Linked DNA regions of Mus musculus: region 2 is linked to region 1. Evidence: chromatin contacts called from public Micro-C data. All regions are on one chromosome and are shown on one strand. The core of a region is the stretch at or near the end of the contact, and the rest is flanking DNA. Distances in the headings are between cores, read along the strand shown.

Region 1 (5,685 bases), core at 197-2,696:
GTCCCCGGGGGACCTTGGGGTTAGAGCGGGAGAAAGAGGAAGACCGAGAAAGAAGAGCTTCAAAGAATCGGGTCGATAAATTCATAAAGATCGATTTATCTTTATCTCCCAATTAAATGTGCTTGTGATACATAACACACGTCCAACATGAGCCAACTCCCCAGCCAGAGCTCTTCCGGGTGAACTGATTTTTTAATGACCTATATAACAATGCCCTCCTTTGCTCCTTGGCCTGGTGCTGTCAGCAGTTCCGAAAGGACGTCTAGACCAAGGAATCTGAAGAACAGGCAGGGGGACCCGAGGAAGCCCAACGCGCTTGGCAGGATCTGCCTTCGCCACGAAAGGATCCCATTTTAAAAGGAACACAAGATTTGAAAGTTTGTTTCAACATAAGAAAAGATGACCAGAAATGCCTACTTTCCTTTCGCCGCAATCCCTCCAATCTCCTAACCCCCAAATTCCCGGCTTTTTACCATTGTCGAGAACAGGGGAAATATCTTGAGGGACTCAGCTCCATCCAGCAGTCCGCAAAGGGGAACCGCGTGCCCAGGAGTCCTCGCGCTGCGCAGAGCCAGGGTGAGAGCTCCCTCCGTTGCCAACGTGCTTAATTAGTGCCTATTTACAAAACGCAGCTTTTATTTGAGCAAACATCATAAAGCTTTCATCAGGATAATCTCACGTTATACAATCCAGAGGCGTCGCAACCCCCCCCCCCATTCCTCCCTGAAGATGGAGCAGATAAAAGACTCGCTTTATTATCATAATTATCGTGGCTGTTATTTTGGTGTACGCTGGCAAAGTGGGTAAATAGGTGCGATGATTAAGAATGTCATGAAAAATGAGCAGGGATCGCTCACGGAGGGCCCAACCAGGAATGAGGGAGACCACCGCCGGCCGCCCCGCTGCCACCAGCGGGCCGCAAGCAACCATTCAGCTTCCGTGTCGTGTGAGCAAGGGCTGACAGGCCCAGGCGCACCTCTGGGAGCAGACCTGCAGAGGCAAGACCTTAAACGCTATCCGGAGACCTTGCCCGGACCCTTGGCACAACCAGAGCGCCCCTGGTTAAGGTGAGCATCACACAGGGTTCTGCTGTAGTAAAACACTCCCGGCCCATCGGTGGCGGGTGCCAGTTCCAAGCCGCCTCTCATGAGGCCTCCACAGGGATGCCAGGGACTCTAGGGTCTGAGTCGGGTAGGTAGCAAGGGTCCCTCTTAAGTTTGCTCCGCGCGGTGCAAAGGCTCCAGCTCCCAGGCCAGCACGCTCCAACCGTGGCGCCGGTAGCCCATTTGCGGCCCGCCTGGGTGAAGGGGGCGGAGCCCTAATTTCGCCCCGCCTTCCCCTGAATAGCAAATAGGAGTTGGTGCTCGGTCCCACGTGACACGAGCTCCGCTGGGCAGCTGGCAAAATGTGAATGAGAAAGAGGAGCGCGATTTAAAGGTGCTGGCGGCGCCCGCCAGAGACAAGTGCGCCGGCTTCGCGCGCTCCCCAGCCGCCCGTGGGAGACGACGGACTGCAGGACGGACAGACGGACGGACGCACGCACTGCTGGTAGCTGGGCCGAGACCTGCAGACGCGAAGCGCGCGCGTTCCGACGGGCTAGCAGCCGGGAGCGGTTCCGGCGAACGCGAGGTCCCCGGCGCCCTCTCCATCCCGGGCGCACGGCCTCATCGCGCTCGGTGGCTGCACCCGTGCAGGCCGGGTATGCTGCGGGTCCTGCACTGAGGGGCGGCGGCGGCGTCTGCGCTCTGGGCACCGCTCAGCCCCTGCCCGGAGTTCCCGGTGGTACTCCCAGCGTCCGGAGGGCTTCCAGGCGGCGGCGGGACACGGGGACTTTTCGTCTCTCCCTGGCTTCTCCCGAACGCGTCTATGAGCGCAGCGTTCCCGCCGTCGCTGATGATGATGCAGCGCCCGCTGGGGAGTAGTACCGCCTTCAGCATAGACTCGCTGATCGGCAGCCCGCCGCAGCCCAGTCCCGGCCATTTCGTCTACACCGGCTACCCCATGTTCATGCCCTACCGGCCGGTGGTGCTGCCGCCACCGCCGCCACCGCCTCCCGCGCTGCCCCAGGCAGCGCTGCAGCCCGCTCTGCCGCCCGCGCACCCTCACCACCAGATCCCCAGCCTGCCCACCGGCTTCTGCTCCAGCCTGGCGCAGGGCATGGCGCTCACCTCCACGCTCATGGCCACTCTGCCCGGCGGCTTCTCTGCGTCGCCCCAGCACCAAGAGGCGGCGGCTGCCCGCAAGTTCGCTCCACAGCCACTGCCCGGAGGCGGCAACTTCGACAAAGCCGAGGCGCTCCAAGCGGATGCGGAAGACGGCAAAGCCTTCTTGGCCAAGGAGGGCTCGCTGCTCGCTTTCTCTGCGGCCGAAGCGGTGCAGGCGTCGCTCGGTGAGTCGGCGGCGCGCGCAGCCGGAACGCGGGGACGGGAGGGAGTGGGGGCGGGCCAGCTCCGGGTTCCCGCCGAGACCCGGGGGACGAGGCCGCGCCCCCGCCCGACCTCTGCGGGAATAGCTGGAGGAGTTGCGGTGATGCCCACCGGAGCTTTCCAATGGGGCATTTAACGCCAAGCAACAAGCAGGATCCTGGGGAAAGGAGGCGTTTAGAGCTCTCCTGCTAGCTACTCCAGGCCACACATCTGGTGGCGTGTTTGGCACACACACACACACACACACACACACACACACACACACACACACGCTGTGATTATTGAGGGTCCTTGGTGTGTTGCAACCTTAAAGAGAGGCCTTATTGGGCTGGTTTTTTTCTTTTTTCAGTTGCATATGTACCCAATAGAGTCCAGACTCAAATATCTTCACTGGGTTCTCTGTTCATCCAAGAGAATCAGATTCCTGCGAGACTCTCTCTCTCTCTCTCTCTCTCTCTCTCTCTCTCTCTCTCTCTCTCTCTCTCTGTGTGTGTGTGTGTGTGTGTGTGTGTGTGTACATGCACGCACTAGGAACTCTAGGGTGGAAAACTTCTCCTAAGGAGACACAAATGATATGTCTCAAGAAAGCTGCGGGCTGGCATCGGCCCTACACCACTCACATCTGCTGTGAAATTGAGGCTCACTTAATTTTAGTTGTTCAGATGGTGGTGGGGAGGATCATGAACTCCCCCTTGGTCTTCAAACAGTCCTGGACCCCAGGGAAACAAAGGGGATATTCTCTTGGGCCTCAGGTCCGAGCAGCATCCTGATACTTAAGCTGTTAGAGGCTGGGAGGGTGAGCGGGAGACATGGCAGCCCCTTGAGTGATGGTTCTGGGCAAAGGGCCGTCGCCTCTACTGTCTCCTCCTCTCCTTTGAGCTTTTTCTCACGCTCCCCCCACCCCCTTCCTCAAAGGCCAGGAAATCGCAATGTGTTAATGTGGTAGAAAGACAATCTGCTGGGGGGAGATAGGGGTGAGGTGCCCAAGTGGGAAGGGACTGGGGAAGGCAGTGTTCAAAATGTAATAAAATGCCGTTTGGTTTTGCTTTCAGTCGGGGCTGTCCGAGGGCAAGGGAAAGACGAGTCAAAGGTGGAAGATGACCCGAAGGGCAAGGAGGAGAGCTTCTCTCTGGAGAGCGATGTGGATTACAGCTCAGATGACAATTTGCCTGGTCAGACTGCTCATAAGGAAGAAGACCCCGGCCACGCACTGGAGGAGACCCCGCAGAGCGGCGGTGCAGCAGGCAGCACCACGTCCACAGGCAAGAACCGGCGGCGGCGGACTGCCTTCACCAGCGAACAGCTGCTGGAGCTGGAGAAAGAATTCCACTGCAAAAAGTACCTCTCCCTGACCGAGCGCTCACAGATCGCCCACGCCCTCAAACTCAGCGAGGTGCAAGTAAAAATCTGGTTCCAGAACCGCCGGGCCAAGTGGAAACGTGTCAAGGCAGGCAACGCCAATTCCAAGACGGGGGAGCCCTCTCGGAACCCCAAGATTGTCGTCCCCATCCCTGTTCACGTTAGCAGGTTCGCTATTCGAAGTCAACACCAGCAGCTGGAGCAGGCCCGACCCTGAGGGCCCAGCCAGGGTGGACACCACCATGGAGAGGCCCTAACACCTGAAGGAACCCGTGTCAGACTCCACTGTTTAAAGCAGAACTCAGAGGCACCTCCTAGATGTGGACATCCAAGCAAATTGAGAGTATATTCATTAGACGGGCTTAAAGGGGGCTACAGCCACACCAGAAGATACACTAAATATTTATTATACAACCCTACTTTGTACATAGATCTCTATCTAGACTGGATCTCAGCTGCAGTGTTTTGAAAGGGATAGGATCAAATCTCTCTCCTTACACTTTCCAGATGAAACAAAACCACCACTGTACTCTGTCGCCTTCAGCGACCACCTTCCCATACGTGCCCAAAGGTAAACAGGAGACACAAGGACAAACACTGCGGTTTAACCTTCTTATTGTTATTTTTTGTTTGTTTGTTTCTATTTTGGCTTTTTGAGTTGAGTGCAGAGCAGTCGGTTGATTTTGGAGCAATCTAGAACTCTGCTCTGCTCGTTTGCTTTGCCTGGCTGTCTTTCCTGGCCTTGTATATCCTATCTGAGCCATGTCGGAAGCACGTCTCCGTTGTGTTTAATTTATTTCAATGTAGCTTATTTTCATATAAGTTATGACATTTAAACAATCTCAGTCTTGTGAATAATAAAAAAAAAGGCAAGGAAAAACTATAAGCTTAATCCTTGGGGCCTCGTTAGAGTGCCCACCACCTGGGCACCTCGAGGGCACTACCAATGTGTGGTCAGCTAAGTGACTTGCGACCAGGATGGAGGCTTACTGGCCATAAGCCAAGTAGCACCTGAACAGGCTTTTAATTGGAGAGGAAAACTGTGAGTTTAAGGAAGCCTAGTTTTCATCTTAGGAATCTTGCATGTCCTCTTTTTGCATGTCTTTATCTATTATAGCCTGGGGACTGGCAAACTTTGGCCGGAAGAGGAGGGAAAGCAAGCTCGGGTAGTAGTGGGTTTGTACAGACACAGGGGCTCCAAATCCGATGCAGCCAGGGAAGAAACGCGTTTCCTTAGAAGAAACTCCGACCCTAAAAGCAGCGGTCTTTGCTGGCTCTCAGGGCCTCGGATCCATAAATCAGGCTACAGGCGTTATCTTCCGACAGGAGCCGGAACCCAGCAAGCCCTGCCTGGCTTCCCGGCAGCTCTGGGCTTGGAGGAGGGCTGTAAGCTCCAAGGCCCCCGCACCTCCCCCTCCAGGCGGGGTCAGAAGGGGCGTGCCCTGACCACTGCCCCACCCCAAGGGCGCTGGGAACCTCGCCCCTCAAAGGGAGAAATGGGGAAGGGTCCGTGGTGAGTTGGTGGTGGCTTGGTGCGCTGAAACCTAAGATTAGGGCGTCTTTCTGCCTTGGAAGAGCGACCTGTAAAGCGCGAGAGGGGTGTGACCTGCCCCGCTCCTCCCTCTCTAACTTTAGTGCTGTGACCGAAGCGGGAAGCGGTCCGCGCTTAAAGTATCCAGAGAGATGCCAGGGCCTGGCGCTCCTAAGACTGCGTATCCCCGAAGCGTGGAGCAGGCTAGTGACGGCGACCACGGTGCCCAAGTCCGTCTGGCCGTTAAACCTGCAGCCCAAAGAGAAACTAGTGACCCCGCTACATCAACTTTTCAAATAGAAGGATAGGGGAACCCTCAGCAACGCAGCTGTGTGTCGTGCTCTCTGGTCCTAGTCCAAGCAGGGGAGT
Region 2 (5,516 bases), core at 1,228-3,727, 480 kb after region 1:
GGTTTCATCAGACTTCTGTATACGCAGCCAGGAAGCTGAGCAGCCATCTGAGAGAAACACGAGAACCTTTCAGCACTTCTGACAGGAACCCACAGACGGCTCTCAGAGGAACCCATCAGCTCTATCTCCTCACCATCAACTGGGAGGATGATGAGGGGAGACAGTGCCCTCCTCAACACCACAAAACTCCATGACACACAGAAGAAGCTGTGCCTCTTAGTGGGTCTGGAAGCATCTGAAGCCACCACAGGCAGCCATGAACACTCAGGGGGCCCAGGTGCACTGAGAGCCAGTCCCTCATCAGGATGGAGCTTGCTTGGACCCTCCCCTAGAACTACAATATATCCGGTGGATAGTCAGTCAGTCTTCCAGCCTGCCTGGGACGTGGTTCAAGTACATGAGGCTGCCAAATGCCAAGAGGATCAGCAACAGAGCCTCCACCATCTCTATCCAAGCAGCCAAGTTTTAAACCCAAATACTTCAGGGTTAGAAGTTCAGAACACACGGGAGCCAAGCTTTCTTAGGGGCAGAGGCCGTCTCACAACAGGGGGAGGAGTCGGGGGAGGAGCCCAGGGCAGTACCTGCACCTGTTTTTGAACACACTCCTGCTAGACTTGGAAGGTTCCCATGGCTCTCAACAGAGGACTCACTAGCCTTTGGCAGGCGCAGTATTACACTAGGACAAGCCACCTGCAGGCCTTTTACTGTCACTGGCCAACAGCAACTCAAGAGGATAGACTGCTAATCCACTGGCTGATCTATGACACATTACCCATTTAGATGCCACCTGCTCCCCCAGGTAAATGATGGCAGGCCCGAAGAAACAACCCAAGGAAACAGGTCAGGCACCTAGTAGGAGAGAAACGGGAGCCATGGGTAGTCCAAAGAGAGCACAAGCCAGGGCAAAGCCACCGGCTCCATCCTCCCCTGCAGGGATACTGCCTTGCCTGACACTGGGGGCTCAAAACAGTGTTCTGTGCAAACACAGGCTTACAGGCAGCAAGATCATCCACTTTTCCGCCCCTTGGGTGGCTCCCAAGTAGCCGACGGATTAAAGTGCCCCTTTCAGCAAGACAGTATCAAGGTGTCCTGCCTCCCAAGAAGGGTTATAATTTGCCTCAGGATTTTAGTACAAAACGGCCAGCGTTTGTACAACGCCAGTCCGATCAGCACTGGGGCATGATACTGCCTGGGTCCCATTGGCTTCCTACATGTGCCACCTCCCCTGTATCCGCGAACTGGAGGGGGGGGGGGGTAGCCAGCCATGAAGCAACTGAATAAGCTGGCCGGAACAGCATCCCCAGCAGCAGCGCTTCTCAAAACACATCTTCAACGTCCACGAAAGACACTCAGGCCGGGCCTGATAACCTGTCAGGGATCCAGTGGCGCCATCCCAAGCAGCTGCCCCCAGGCGTCTGCTGGGCCCGGACGGGGCTTGCGGGCCGCCCCGGACGTAGCAGCACCGTGCCACTTTCTCACAGGAGAGACTCCATTGTCCATTATCAAATGAACGCTGACAACCCATCTTCCCTGGCTGACTGGCCGGCCTTGCGGGACAAGAGGCACCGCAGTGCTCTCTCCGCCGGGCAGCCGCGTGTGTACACACGCAAGCACACACGCGCGCACACACCCCGCCGCGCCAGGGGCGCCCGCTCCCCCGCGCTTTCCAGAAGCCCCGGGCGGCCTGGCCCTCACCTTCGATGGCGATGACGTGCTCCCGAATCTGGTTCTGCAGCACCGGCTCCTCCACGCGCTCCAGCAGCTCGTAGATGGAGTAGATGTTGGGGTGGACCGACTCGAAGCGCTGGATCTCGGCCCGGATGGCAGCCGAGTTGGCCAGCTGCTGCTGGTAGTTCATGGTGCAGGCGCGGCGCCCAAAGCCGCGCGCCCCCCGTCGTCGCCGCCCCGCGCCCCGGAGCCCCGCGGGCCACCGAGACCCGGGGCGCCGCAGCCCCCGGGGAGCACGGAGCCGAGGAGGCGCAAAAAAAAAAAAAAAGAAAGAAAGAAAGAAAGAAAGAAAGAAAGAAAAGAAAAGAAAAAGAAAAAGAAAAAGAAAAGAACGCTGAGGATGAAGCAGTAGAGGGGCTCAGTTCATAGCAGGGACCAGCGTCCCGGGTCAGCGGGCCGTCCGGGAAGACCGCGGCGCCATGGAGCGCGGCCGGCCGCGGAGGAGGCTCGCTCGGGCGCCTTCCCGCGCCGCAGCCGCCCGCACCCCTACACGCCGGCCGGCCGAGCAGCCATTAAAGCGCAGGCAGCACGGCGCTGCGAGCGCCGGGGCCGAGGCCCCCGGGCAGTGGCCGCTCTGCTCCGGGCGCACGGCTGCGGCTGGGTCCGCGCGCTTGTGAGTGCCGCGCTACCGCGCGGGCCGGGGCCCTCAGCTGCCCTGCGCCGTCCGCCAAGCCGGGACCGAGCTGTAGGCGCCTTGCCAGCCGCGGAGACCGCTCCGAGCGCCGCCCGCCGCTGCCCGGCCAGCCCCCTCCCTGGCACGCAGGGCTCTGGCCCACGTCGGCCCCGCCCCCGCCTGCGCTCGCCGCCCTCCGGCCGCCGCTGCGTCCTCGGCGGCGCTTCCCAGCGCGCCGGATCCCGGGGAATTGCGCCAGACCCCGCCCCGCGCTGCCTCTGGGCTTGCTGGGACTTGTAGTCCATCACGCCGGCCGGCCCGCGCGCGTGGGGTGCGCTGTGCGATCGCGTCGCAGCGCACTGGGCGGGCCCCGCGGGACGTCCGGATGCCGCTACAGCCCGCGGATCTGCGAGCTGAGAGCCCTGGTCCCTCTCGGTTATCCCTACTGCCCCGTGCCAGCCCCCGCGCCTCTGTACGGGGAAGGTGGCGCACGAGCCCGCCCGCCCGCCCGCGCTTTTGTTTGTTTGCCAGTTGAGCGCTTAAGGAACCTCTGCGACGCGCGGGGTCCCCTCCCCCCGTCTGGCAACTTTCTGCCTCCTTTCTAAACCCAGCAGGATAGTTACTTCCCTTCCCATGGGATACACGGGAGTCCAACGCTTCATCAATAAACTAAACCTGAGGCTGGGGTGGTAGGTGAGACGGAATTCCACGGGGGCTTCTAGGCTTTTCCACGAAAATGTTGCACAACTGAGTTGTAACCTCCACGCCGCAGCCCTCCGAGCGCCCGACACTAACCCCACTTTAGCCCAGTCCAGGAGCCCATGAAGCTAGACCGCACTGCAGCTGAGAGCTCATGCCAACGACTCCAAATGAATTAGATTGTTGTAGATTTCCAAGGATCCAGGACGAGTCCGAGGCCGTAAAGGTCCTGGGTCTATGCACTGTCTCACCATGCAGGGGTGTTTTATAAACAGCCCACATTCCTGATTCAAATGCCCTGGGCTTTACCTGGTTCAAATGCAAGCTAATGGGCAGCCCAGGGCCCCAGGCAGCCTAGCTCTTGGTTCTTGGAACTCTTCCGAGTTCCAGTGTTCCTCAAGCCAGTGTACTGTTCAGCCTTCCTTGTCCCTAACACAGCAGAGGCCCTGGCTTGTTCTGTGCCTTGCCTCTATCTTCGTCCTTAGCAGAAACACTAATAGAGATGCTGGCATGTGGGTTCATTCTACTGTTCGTCCCTACTCCACCTTGAAACCCCAACTCTTTGTGAAATAGTTCCAGGACTCCCCTGCTTCACATCTGGCTTCTCAATCTCTTTGGGGGTTCCTTTGTACTTCTCTAAGGTTTAAATATGGATGATGCTGGGAGTCAACCTTAGACCTGTTTTATTTGCCTCTCTTATGCCTTTGAATATCATATAGAGGTTGATGACACTAAATTTTCTGTCCCAGACCTATCCACCTGTCCCCTCCTCATCACATCCAACTTTTGGATTGAACATGACTTTTCTCCTGTTGGACATCCTGTAGTCTCAGCACTTAAGAGACTAAAACCAGAGGATTGCTGTGGACCCAAGGTGAGACTCTGCTTTAAAAATATAATAACAAAATAAAAATCAGACATCTTCCCCATACCTGTGAACCTCTTCCCACCCCAGTCCGAGGCAGTACAGACCTTTGTTCACTAATTTGAAAATGCAGTGTGTGGTCTTTTCTTCCCTTGTTCTCTTAGATCCCAGAATGTCAGCTCTGCCTTTGGACGGAGCCAGAATCTTCTCGCTTTCTGTCATCCTGCTGAGGCTTCATTATGTAGTCTCGGATTAGTGAATGAGACCTAACCTAGGCATCTTCCCTTTTCCTGTTTCCTCATTGACCAGTCTCAAGAAAGTAGTTCTAGTGAGCCTCTAGGCCATGGCTCTCCTCTGGTCACAGCTCTCCCTCCAACGCCACCCATCCTCCCTGGCTCCCCCAGCCCTCCTGGCTTGCATGCATACCACAAGCTGGGTAGAGTCTCCATTTCCACAGCTTGTGTTTGTTTTTATTTTGAGATTTACATATCTCTGGCTACTCTCAAACTTGCTGTTTAGCCAAGGTTGACCTTGAATTCTGATCTTCTTTCCTCATCTGAGCTGCATCTCCAGTGTGCATTATCCTACTAAGCTTGTCAATTGGTCTACCACAATCCCAAGGGACTGATTAGAAGACACAAGACTCCATTATTCATAGCAACAACAGTGGACAGAGTAGTGGTGGTTTTATATGCCCATGAACTGACTTCCAAGTCACACAGGGTTGTATCAGGGGCCAGGTGACACAGGGTGGCTCTGTATGAGCAAAACCCTGGCCATAAGAGTCCATGTCCTTCAGAGAAGAGCAGAGACGACCCATGTCAGAAGAGACGGAACTCTGGGCTTCAGGACCGACCCTCTTCTCAGGAGCACTAGCCACTATGTCAGAGCACCAGAGACCACACAGCTCAAACAGCAGAAGTGTAAGATCCAGGTGTCAGCGAGGTTGGCTTCTCCTGTGGGCCCCTCCCCAATTCGGAGACAAGCGTTTTACCCCTGCGTCCTTGCCCAGTGTCCTCTACGTCTACACTCTAATCTCTTCATTGAATGACATCAGTCCTGTTGGATCAGGGCCAGCCCTGTTGACCTCATCGTCACTTGGATGCCTCTTTAGAGAGTCAATCTCTTAATGTGTCCCGTTTGAGGGTCATGGAACTTAGAGGTTCATGGGTGTCCAAGGGACACAATTCACCCTCTCACTAGACCACCTCTGCTTCCACTCTGTCCTATCCTCTCCAGGCACCCTGACCTCCTTGATGTGCTCTGAGAACACCTGGTGACAGGAGCATCTTCCCCCAAAACCTTCACCAGCCTCATCGTTTCCTGTATGTATTCACTGTAAAACCACCCTCTCAGGAGACCTTCCCTGATACCCTGTGCAAAGTGGCATCCCAGTTCACCAATACTAGTGCCTCACCTCCTTGTGGGTAAAAAGAGCACTAGTTTCTAAGGATGTCTCAGCTGTCTTATAAGTTCTAGAAGGGACAGAGCTCTGTCAACATGCTTTTGACTTCTGACCTTTAGAACCGTGGGATCATCGCCTTGGACTATTGTTTTATAGTTGTAAAGGGTACCAGTACACTGGCTCAATTTTCTTCTTTCCACATATCC

Evidence for each region. A called contact is a pair of places that touch in the nucleus more often than the background predicts.
Region 2: a contact with region 1 is called in a Micro-C map of embryonic stem cells, with 2.0 times the contacts expected there. The contact joins the promoter of Agap1 here to the promoter of Gbx2 in region 1. A contact is called at or near these places in 5 of 39 promoter capture datasets (hippocampal neurons, liver, neutrophils and 1 more), 7 of 484 Hi-C or Micro-C datasets (embryonic stem cells, macrophages, stem cell-derived neural progenitor cells and 1 more), 5 of 115 datasets of contacts at active chromatin or transcription factors (bone marrow-derived macrophages and embryonic stem cells) and 1 of 9 other capture datasets (adipose tissue).

What each region holds. Positions count from the first base shown.
Region 1 is chr1:89,926,937-89,932,621 of GRCm38.p6, reverse strand. It overlaps Gbx2 (gastrulation brain homeobox 2), which reads left to right and starts at 1,446. Exons shown (of 2, transcript NM_010262.3): 1 at 1,446-2,389; 2 at 3,479-4,660. The coding sequence starts at 1,867. The coding sequence ends at 4,002. It overlaps LOC102637806, which reads right to left and starts at 547. Exons shown (of 4, transcript XM_030244408.1): 1 at 474-547; 2 at 1-13. The coding sequence starts at 517.
Region 2 is chr1:89,451,772-89,457,287 of GRCm38.p6, reverse strand. It overlaps Agap1 (ArfGAP with GTPase domain, ankyrin repeat and PH domain 1), which reads right to left and starts at 2,477. Exons shown (of 18, transcript NM_178119.3): 1 at 1,696-2,477. The coding sequence starts at 1,858.